Linked DNA regions of Mus musculus: regions 2 and 3 are each linked to region 1. A link is a contact called in public HiChIP or PLAC-seq data. All regions are on one chromosome and are shown on one strand. The core of a region is the stretch at or near the end of the contact, and the rest is flanking DNA. Distances in the headings are between cores, read along the strand shown. Region 1 overlaps Sorcs2 (sortilin-related VPS10 domain containing receptor 2). Region 2 overlaps Afap1 (actin filament associated protein 1). Region 3 overlaps Sorcs2 (sortilin-related VPS10 domain containing receptor 2).

Region 1 (3,394 bases), core at 626-3,125:
TTTCTGAGTCCTTTCTAAAAGTCTGGCAAGAGGTAGCCACGCAGACAGGGCCAATCCTGCCTCAGCAGAGGGCTTGGTCCCTTACTGAGTAGTGCTACCACAGACCTACAGACAATGACATAAAAACCCAGTCACCACTGTGTTACAAAAAAATCTAGATAGAGCTGGAGAGATGGCTCAGCGGTTAAGAGCACTGACTTCTCTTCCAGAGGTCCTGAGTTCAATTCCCAGCAACCACATGGTGGCTCACAACCATCTGGAATGAGATCTGATACCCTAGTCTGGTGTGTCTGAAGACAGCTACAGTGTACTCATACATAAAATAAGTTTAAAAAAATTCTTTAAAAAAAAAATCTAGATAACGACCTGGAGGCTCTTGAGCAGTTAGGATGGCTGGGGTGGGAGTGTTTCAGAGCCAGAGGCTGGGATGCGTGTGTCCCACTGGGGAGACGAAACACGGCTCCCTCTGAAGCAGACTGTGAAGCTCGTGCCCACATTGTGACTCGCACCTGAATTCTCTCTCATACTTTAATAGCCCAGAGCTGGCAGCTGGACTCTGCTGTCCAGCTGCAGATGTGTTGGGTAAACGAAATGTGGTATATCCATACAATAGACTATTATTTGGAACAAAGTACAAACATGTTGTAAAACGTGGCTGCACCCCGAGAGAGCCGAGTCACAGCAGGCCGCATATTGTTTGATTTCCTCCTTATGAAATGAGTACCGAGCGTGTGCGGGGGTGGGGGGTGAGGGGGTGGGGGTGGGGATAGAAGGAGACAGGAAGTAGACTGGTGGTTGCTTTAGCCTGAAGAAGGTGTGTGTGTGTGTGGGGGGGGGGTCTGTAACAGGCTGAGGCAGGGGAATGCTCCTAAGTCACTGTTGTGGGGGGATCGCAGCTGTCCCCAAGTTCTTGGGCTGTACCCGAGGTGAGAGGATTTCAGTGGTAAAGTCTCTATGAAGCGTCAGAAGAGAGGCAATGAGGTGAAGCCAAAGGGTGGTGGGGAGGGGCCACTTGCTGAGGGACATGGGCAAAGGAGAATGGGCAGAGAGCAGAGCTGGTGTGGCAACAACAGGCACAGTGGCAGGGCACCCCGGACTCCTGGGTCAGTGGGAGGGGCTACAGAGGAGCTGCAGTGGCGAAGATGATTCTTGTTCCCTCCCACCCCGCAGGCTGTCCACCCTGGGTTTCTGCTGCGGCTCTCTTTTATAAGATCTCTTCATGACTCTCTGCTACGTCTCTCTGTTTCTCTGCCATGGCTTTCTGCTGTGGCCCCTCTATCCCGGTTCTCTGCCTTGACCCACATGCCTTCATTCCCTCTTTGTGTGTCAGGAGCCTTCTAGGCCCCAGCCTTAGAAATCAGTAGGAGTCACCTCCATTTTCAGATACTTGTCTAGCTTCAAGGTAATGCACGTGCTGTTCCCTCTCCTGTGGAGTAATACCACAGAATTTGGGGCCTCACCTGAACACCACCATAGTGAGAAAGTGTATCAGAACCTCAAACAGCCTCCTCAGCTCAAGGCCCCTGAGATGACAGCATCCCTGACCTCTGTGTGACCGAGAGTCTGCCCCAAGCCTGACCCCGCAGCTTCCGAATGTCCTTCCAGCCCTCAGAACCAGAGCAGGATGTGGTGGGGACTTGCAACCATTCCCCAGGCGCCAGCTAGAACAGCCCTGTTCGCTCAAGGGTTAAGTCTCGTTGAGGGTTGCCTGGTGTGGAAATTTATGAAGGGGATTTATTACTAACAGGTGGAGGACGCAGGCATTTCTGGAGACCCAGAGACAGCCTGCTAGATGCCTTGCAGATAACGAAATGCAGGGGCCCCTTCCCCTGAGACCCACTAATCCAGAGGCCATCTGTCCCCACGAGTCATGGCTCTGGTTAAGACGCAGAGAGACTGAGGGTTGCAGGGTGGAGCTGCCATGGGCCACAGCACACAGGGAGGGCAAGAGACTGGCCCCAAGTTCAGGCTTCCTCTCTGGGCCATGGTTTGGAGGATTTCCAGGAACTTCTGGGTGGGGCTCGCTTTTGTTTCATCCCCCCTTGCACTCCAGCTGGTCCTGTCACTGTGTTGCAGAGGTCTAGCTGAGTGTGTGTGTGTGTGTGTGTGTGTGTGTGTGTGATTCATGGGTTGAGGTGAAGGGTGTCACTTCACTTCGTACGCGCCCCACACTTGCTTAGGCGTAGAAATTGAGCATTCCTGTTTAGCACCTGGAGGCAACCAGACCTTAGCTGTACGTTTGGCCCTTCACACTAGACAAGAGCAACCTCAATCCTGAATCCACCCCCTTTTCCATTGAAGATGTCCCCAAGGCCTGGCGCTTATATGCTCCTTGGCTGTGCACCCCACTGTGTGATGGAGGTGAGTGTGTCAAGTTTTTTTCCTCAGATTCTCTAGAAAAGTGACCTCTACCCTACATGGTGAGAAGGCAGGAGGTGAAAGATGGGTCAGTTAGGGTGGTGGCAGGGGTCCTTGGGATTTTCTACATAGTCATGGAGGAGGACCCTGGGACCTCTCGCTGCAGGGAGACTGTAGGGCTGGGGAACAAGCCTCATATGTCCTCTCCTTCCTCGATGTCACCTCTCTGTGTTCATAGACTGAGGCTGAATTCTGAGATAAAGCTGACACAGGCTAAGCTCCTCCCAAGGCCTCTCTTCTTGGTTTCCAGGTAGCATCTTCTCCCTGGGTCCTCACAGCATCATCCCTGTGTGGCTCTGTGCCTAAACTCTTATGAAGATGCCGGTCACTGGACGTTGGCATACCTAGTGACCTGTACTCAAGATCTCTGTAAAGGCTCGGGTTAGTTCTGGAGTCCTGGAGTTAGCTTCAGCCTTTGAATATGGGGGAGAAAGCTGAGTCTTTCTCAACAGTTTCTTCTTGTTGTCTTAGTTACTTTCCTATTGCTGTGAAGAGACACTGTCACCAAGGCAACTTAGGAAGCATTTAACTGGGGGCTTGCTTACAGTTTCAGAGGTAGAATCCATGACTGTCATGGTGGTAAGCGTAGCTGCAGGGAGGCAGGCAGGGATGCAGGCATGGTATTAGAGCAGTAGCTGAGAGTTTACATGTTATTCACAAGATGAAGGCATATATATATATATATATATATATATATATAGAGAGAGAGAGAGAGAGAGAGAGAGAGAGAGAAACTGGACCTATCATGGGCTTTTGAAACCTCAAAGCCCACCCTAGTGATCCATCTCCCTCAGAAGGCCACACTTTCTAATACTTCCCAAAACAGTTCTACCGACTATCATTTGACCTATTATTCAAAGATATGAGCCTATGTGGGCTAATCTCATTCAAACCACCACACCTCTGTGTGGGCTGGGGCTGGGAGCTGAGGTGGGATTGAAGCCTCAGACTTCCCTTATCCCTACCACACGTTGAC
Region 2 (3,394 bases), core at 572-3,071, 400 kb after region 1:
CAAACCAAAAATAAGCCAAACAAAAACCTACTATGAAAACAATTTTGGAAATAAGTACCCACATGCTGAAATTCAAGATGTTGGCTGCGTGCCTGGACACCTTGACACTGCTCAGAGTCCCATACCCACACCACAGCCATTTAAGATTGGGCTCTGCGTCTGGTGGATGGCATGTATGTCAGCCGCTGATACAAGCCTAACACAGCCTCACTTCTGCTGACCTTGTGGCACGAACATACTGACATGAACCCTGGAAAACATAATTCTTCACGTCTGTGAATGTATGACATGTGTGTGTATCTTAATCATAAGAAGGAGAAAGGAGAAAAGGGGAAAAATAAGTCTGGATTACTGTCAAGTAGAAAAGACCAAAATGGAAGACTGGTGAACTATCCTATAAAGCAGCCAAGCAGACAATAAAGGACATAAGTAGCCACAGGCTTGCTCCTCACAGACCCTACCACAGGGTGTCAGGGGCCCTAACATGTGGAGAGCTTTCCAAAGGACAAGCGAAGGAAACAGTCCTATGTACCTGAGTAGCCTATGCTTAGAAGAAGTATTTTAATGGAGATTTTTTTTCCCCCACAAGGTATTGCCTGCCTAGGCACTTTGAAAAAGTGGGCTCAACGGTTAACGGTTAAGGTGGTTAAGGTGGTGAGTTCAAATCCCAGCAACCACATGATGGCTCACAACCATCCATAATGAAATCTGATGCCCTCTTCTGGGGTGTCAGAAGTCAGCTATAGGGAGCAAGCAGGGCCAGAGTGAGAAGAAAAAGTGTCTGAAGACAGCTACAGTGTACTTACATATAATAAATAAATAAAAATAAATAAATCAGAAAGAAAGAAAGAAAGAAAGAAAGAAAGAAAGAAAGGAAGGAAGGAAGGAAGGAAGGAAGGAAGGAAGGAAGGAAGGAAGGAAGGAAGAAAGAAAGAAAGAAAGAAAGAAAGAAAGAAAGAAAGAAAGAAGAGAAAAGGTGGCCTGTTATTTGGAGCTAGGCATTTAGCTGTGGCAAGCAAAGTTGTCATGCATGATGCTCTTGGAAGCCTGTATCATCCATGACTCTCCAAAAGAGAAACCCTGAAGACAACGTAAAACAGAATTAGCCAAGGGAGGGAAGGGGCTGGATCAAAATCAGTCCCTACAGGGAGCTAGGGTCTTCTGCAGAAGACCTAATCATGCTGTTGACAGAATCTGTGTACACCTCTCTGGATAGCAGCCCCAGGGAAGCCCATACCTCTAGAACAGCCACCTCCTGTCCGTTTCGAAGCAGCCGGAAGGTCAACGGGTGCTTAGAATCCAGGCCCGGGATCACCTCGCAGCCACGGAGGGGGATGGAGACGAGGTGGGTCTTCAGGTCAGCCCTGTCCTTGTGGAGAATGAGTTTGCTGTCCTTCACTCTGCACCAGCGCTCCCGCCAGCGGCTGTTAGAGAGCACATTCAGGTAGCCTGCAAGGAGAGGATGCCACAGCTCAGGCTCCCGAGGAAGCCACGTCCCTTGTCTGTGGTCTTTTACAGAGTGCACGAAACACACGCTCACATCCAGGTTTTAAATGCTCATAAAGAGATAAGAGTCATTATTACACAGCTGCCTTTCAACGGGACCTGGAGGCTCTTCCCCGGACAGAACCCACTGCACGGTATCAGGACCAGTTTCATCTCCTTGGTGTCTACACGGGAACCAGGAAACCGCCTTGAGACAGTGACAGTGGACATGGGGTGGCGAGGAGGGGCTGACAGCTGCCTGCACATAACGGAAGAGAAATCACATGCAAGACGACCCAGCTGCAAACGCTGTAAGCAGAGCACGGGAGACAGAAATAAAAGTATCAGAAGATGAAAACTCTCCAGGAAGTGGGAGGCCCGGGGAGTGGTAAACTCCCCAGCGCTGGATATGTTCCAGCAAATGACGGAACGTGGCTGGTATGAGCTCCCCACCCACAGCCCAAGGCCTCCTCCTGGTCTCTATGTCCCATCCCTGCTTGGGGAAGCCAGAGTTTCATCTCCTGGAGAGACTAACCCAGATGAAAGCTGACTGTGGCATCTGTGGCAGTTGTCCTACTATGGCCTCCAACTGTCCCACTGTGCGCACACCATCTCTCCGAGACTAAGAAAGGATTAGACAGGGAAAGGGTGGCCAGCGGGTAAAAAGGAGGATAGTGGAGAAGGCTAGGTGTCGCTCAGCTTCTTCCAGGTCTTGCACACATACGTACTCAGACCCTCAGTGCTCAGATGAAGGTTTGCACACCTCTGATGAGTTTTTCTTCAAGATATATTCCCAGTGAGTACCCACATATGCAAAATGTGAGTCCTTCTCTGGCTGGGGGCCTCCTGAGTCCACACACTCTTAACACTCTAACATGCATCTCTTGCCTCGTGAGGCGAAGAATCTCTGATGTCACAGACACCAAGACAGAAGCCTGTGAGCACCAGAAAAGGGGACTCTTGTGTTCAGGCAGCTTCTAGACATTTTTCTTCAAGGGCCATCTAGGAAGGAGAAGGAAGGCATCTTCAGATGTGGGGTGCCCTACCAGAGGCCATAGCCAGACCTGATGCCTACATAAAATCAAAGACAGATAAGGGGGATTGTTCCCAGTACAGCTGCAGGTTTCGCTTGAGAAACCGCAGCTAAATGATATTATTCTTTTTAAAGGCTTTTAATGTATAGATGGGACTGTTCTGATTCATTACTGTTTTAAAAGGAAGAAGGAAAGCCCTGCTTTAAAACGCAGTCAGACGAACATCTTACTAGAACTGTTTTGAAGGCTATCAACAGCAATCAATCACGCAGAGAGCCAGGCACTAGACCTCTCTGAGTAGACGTCACCTGTATCAACAGAGCCTAAGTGTTTTCTGAGCGCACGCCCACAAACAGGATGGCAGGAAGGCCTGAAGTAACTTGATCTATTCTGGAGACATGGATCACATGTGCATGGGCTCTTTAGCCACTGTTACAGAGCCACTCTGGACGGGGAGTGGAGGCACATGCCTGTGAGCCCAGCATGCAGCAGGGAGGCTCAGAGAGATCATGAGTTCAAAGCCAACCTGGGCTATATAATAAGACCCTGTCTCAACAACAACCAAAACCAGAAACAAACAAACAAACAAAAAACTAACCAGTGTGGTAACATATATTTTCAGTACTCGGGAAGTTGGATGCAGGACATGAGTTCAAGATGAATCTGTATGACACATGATGACCTTGCCTTTAAAAACAAAAAAAGCTCTGAACTCTAGGGCATATGGGCTTCATGAAGCTGCCAGATAGGGAAAAGATGCATCGTGTGTGAGTCGGCTGAGTTGTCTGTGACTGGGCCTAAGCAAGGATTAGAGATCTAGTGGCACAAGACCCTCCAGTGACCGCACTGTAGAGAGCCTCAAGCAGATAGTCTCA
Region 3 (3,394 bases), core at 613-3,112, 300 kb after region 1:
GACATGCTTGGTGTACTTATGTCTATGACTGTACATATCTGAACCCTCCCAAAGGCCTGGACAGCAACCACCGGAAACTGCTGTTCATCAGCCCCTGGGAGAGGGACAGGTGTGAAAGCCAGCATGTGTCCAGGCTATCAGACCTCTGTACCTGAAATGCAACAGGCATGGACCCACCCTTCATGTTCTTTCCGATCCTGTGCCCCTTCCCTGGTGCTAACATTCAATTGCATGTTTCTGCTATTGTTTGATCACAATCTGCAGCCCACACACACTAGGGCTGAGCTCTGAGAAGGTATATTGGATTTATATTTTACTATAATAATATCAAGTGTTCTCTGAAACTATATGTTGGGTGAATAGATTATAGATGGATACAGGCAAGGATGGAGAGATGGATGGATAGATTATATATGAATATAGGGAAGGATAGATAGATGGACAGATGGATGAATAGATTTTAGATAGATGGGTAGTGCTTTGGTTTGGGTTTTATTGCTGTGAAGAGACACCATGACCAAGGCAACTCTTATTAAGGAGAGCATTTAATTAGTACTGACATACAGTTTCAGAGGTTCAGTTTATTATCACCATGGAGGGAAGCATAGCAGTGCACAGCAGACATGGTAATGGAGGAGCCGAGAGTTCTTCATCTTAATCTGCAGGCAACAGACAGAGACTGTGTGCCACACTGTGTGCACAGTTTGAGCATAGGAAACCTCAAAGCCCACCCCACAGTGACACATTTCCTCCAACCAGGCCACACCTCCTAATAGAGATATTCTCTATGGCTAAGCATTCAAACACATAAGTCTTTGGGGGCCATACCTATTTAAACCACCATAGGTAGATTATGGATGGATGGATGGATGGATGAATAGATTTGGATAGACTGTGATATATATATAATGAATAGATGGATGAGTTCAGGGGTGGAGCCAGATGAGCAAACAGATTAGTACATAGGAATGTGGGGTAGTGGAAAGATGCCTGGCTGAGTAGGATGGTGGATGGATATGTGGGCGGGAGATAGATGGTGAGTAAATAAGTGGATGGATGGATGAATGGATCGATTGAAGTTGGTTAAATGAATGAACATATGGATCAATGACAAATTCCTACTAACAGGGGTCAGCCAGGTAAGAGAACCCCAAGTGGAACCCTTGGTGATGGCCAAGGCCAGCTTTCCCCAGAGCCCAGCCTTCTTGCCAAGGTCTAACACATATTGTCTAGTGTCCCTGGCCTATGGCTGCCTGTCTATTCCTACCTCTTTCCCTCAGGGCTGCACACCCTTATGGGTATTAATAGCAGTACTTAGCCTTCCATGTAATTAGACCAAAGCGCAGCTACGGCGAGTTATTTTCCTGAAGAAATTGACTGTGTTGCAATTGCTCCTTAATTTATGGTGCCCTGAAAAATTAATGGAGCTGAAAACCTTGGTTATTTTCCTTGGCTCTTTTCTGTGATGACAAGGAAAGAAAGGAGAGGAAAAAAAGGTTTAATTGCTGTTATAAAAGGAACTAGGGATTTGGGGAAATTAGTAAGTGATGGCCGTCTTGAGTTTTGTGGGGGCTTGGTGGTCTGTCAATGCTTAGATGCCCAAGAAGCTGTGTCTGAAGTGGAATCAGGCCAGCTCTGACTCTACAAATCTACAGGCTTGCTGTTAGCCAGGCGTCTGGACACTGCTGAAAGGCACACACTGCTAAGCACTCTGGCTCAGAGCAGTACACTGGGCATTGGTCCTAGGTCCTTAGGTAGCTGGGGCTATGCCAGGCTTTTCTGGAATGTTCTGGGTGTGGTTCCTGGCTAGGAGTGTCCAGGATTCCATGTGGCTCTCATCTGGGAAGTATGCTGGTCTCACCACATTGGGTGGAACAAAACAGAAACTTGACCAGCTTCAACTTTGACCAGACAGTCATACACCAGGTCCAGAGGCCCCAAGTAGGCACAAACAGCCTATGAACAGGAGTGAGCTGGCCACTCAGTCCCAGACTCCTTTCCCCTGCTCTGCCATCCCCTCACCCACCTCTCCTTCCTCTTCCAGGATGCCTGCCCTTGCTCTAACAAAGGCTCTGCCTCACTTGGGAGTATCCTGCCTTCCGCTGTTCCTTCCTCACTATGTCATGATTTGGGACACAATCTGAGGTACCTTACTGTACCTACAGAATTTTTGGGTGATACCCAATATGTGTTCCTCCCAAGTCTTAGCAAGGTCCTAAGCCTCCCAAGACCTGTTCGTCCTTTCTACCCAGATCTCTTGGGAATACTTTCTTATCACCCACAGCCTTATCTCCCTGGGCCAGAACTGTAGACCTGCTTTCTGGCTGGGGTACTTATTTCTAAGATAAGGTCAGATTCACTTTGTTTTGCTTTGTTTCCCTCTTTTCCTCTCTTCCAGTCAAGAAATACTTCTGGGTCTGGGGAAATGGCTCAGTCTGCAATTGCATTTTGTACAAGCATGAGAACCCGAGTTCATATCCCCAGCACCTATGTAAAAAGCAGAATGTATATTTCCCTCTGCACTCCAGAGTTAAGCATGCTCCCTGAGACAGAGGATGTACCCCAAGGAGAGAAGGAAACACCTCATCTCGATTTGACTTTCTAAACCCTGTGAACACATTCCTACTCTGACCCAATAGTCTAGCTGCAAGAGAGTCAGTGCAATGGCAGGCATTAGTGTTCCACCTATGAAGACAAGGCATTCTGAGCAAGGGAGAATGAAAGCTGAGCACTTTCAACAGTGATGCCACCAGAGCTCAGAGCAAAGCTGCTGGCCCTCTGGTCCCATATGAGGGTCACTTATATGTACTCCTTGGTGCACTTTCCCATAATGTCACCTTCTCCTTGCCTTGGCTGAATTTTCTTACCCTTTCTCAGAGAAGCAATGCCTTAAAGTACATTCCACCAATCTCCTGATATGCACCCTCTGGAGCTGATCTTCCACCCTGCCACAGGCTACCTTTATGTAGATTTTAGCTACTCAGCTATCCCTCCAGTGTTGGCTCTTGTTTATTTTCAACGTTTATCTTTTATTAAGCAGAAGTGTTCTATTTCTGCAGAATTGATGACAGATAGTAAAATCACCTCCCCCCCCCATGAGAATGAATTGGAAAGGCTCCATAAAGCTCTTGGATGGGTATAATAAACACCAGCACATTGGTGGGGATAACAGTGGTAATGCCCCCATTAATGCAAAAGATGTTGCCACTAGACCCTTAAATGTTTTTCTTCTTGACTGGCTGTGGGTGTGAGCTCTCCCAATTTACAGATGTATAAACTGATTCATGAGATGGAAAAGAGCTTGCCCCCATCATTCAGATGACCCAGAGATAGGGTCAGAGATGGCCAGCCATTCACTAGGGGACACTGTTTTACCACTGACATTGTACTGTGA

Evidence for each region. HiChIP or PLAC-seq counts read pairs in DNA pulled down with a chosen protein or histone mark.
Region 2: a contact with region 1 is called in an H3K27ac HiChIP or PLAC-seq map of large pre-B cells, with 4 times the contacts expected there. The contact joins two enhancer-like sites. A contact is called at or near these places in 2 of 484 Hi-C or Micro-C datasets (cortical neurons and embryonic stem cells), 2 of 115 datasets of contacts at active chromatin or transcription factors (double positive thymocytes and large pre-B cells) and 1 of 9 other capture datasets (adipose tissue).
Region 3: a FOXA1 HiChIP or PLAC-seq map of pancreatic cancer cells shows a contact between it and region 1. The contact joins two enhancer-like sites. A contact is called at or near these places in 2 of 484 Hi-C or Micro-C datasets (muscle stem cells and pre-B cells) and 3 of 115 datasets of contacts at active chromatin or transcription factors (heart atrium, large pre-B cells and pancreatic cancer cells).

Annotation. Positions count from the first base shown.
Region 1 is chr5:36,371,987-36,375,380 of GRCm38.p6, reverse strand. The region is part of intron 1 of Sorcs2 (sortilin-related VPS10 domain containing receptor 2); the gene reads left to right. Among named protein-coding and RNA genes, the nearest start is that of Sorcs2, 24 kb to the left of the region's middle. Within about 2 kb of position 1,875, at least 116 of the 459 cell types and tissues checked have an H3K27ac peak or open chromatin away from gene starts, as enhancers often do. A contact at or near this core is called in double positive thymocytes, muscle stem cells and pancreatic cancer cells, where this site is marked.
Region 2 is chr5:35,972,443-35,975,836 of GRCm38.p6, reverse strand. Afap1 (actin filament associated protein 1) reads right to left here. Exons shown (of 17, transcript NM_027373.2): 10 at 1,238-1,449. Among named protein-coding and RNA genes, the nearest start is that of Afap1, 81 kb to the right of the region's middle. Within about 2 kb of position 1,821, at least 113 of the 459 cell types and tissues checked have an H3K27ac peak or open chromatin away from gene starts, as enhancers often do. A contact at or near this core is called in double positive thymocytes, where this site is marked.
Region 3 is chr5:36,073,774-36,077,167 of GRCm38.p6, reverse strand. The region is part of intron 4 of Sorcs2 (sortilin-related VPS10 domain containing receptor 2); the gene reads left to right. Among named protein-coding and RNA genes, the nearest start is that of Gm52811, 9.5 kb to the left of the region's middle. Within about 2 kb of position 1,862, at least 71 of the 459 cell types and tissues checked have an H3K27ac peak or open chromatin away from gene starts, as enhancers often do. A contact at or near this core is called in muscle stem cells and pancreatic cancer cells, where this site is marked.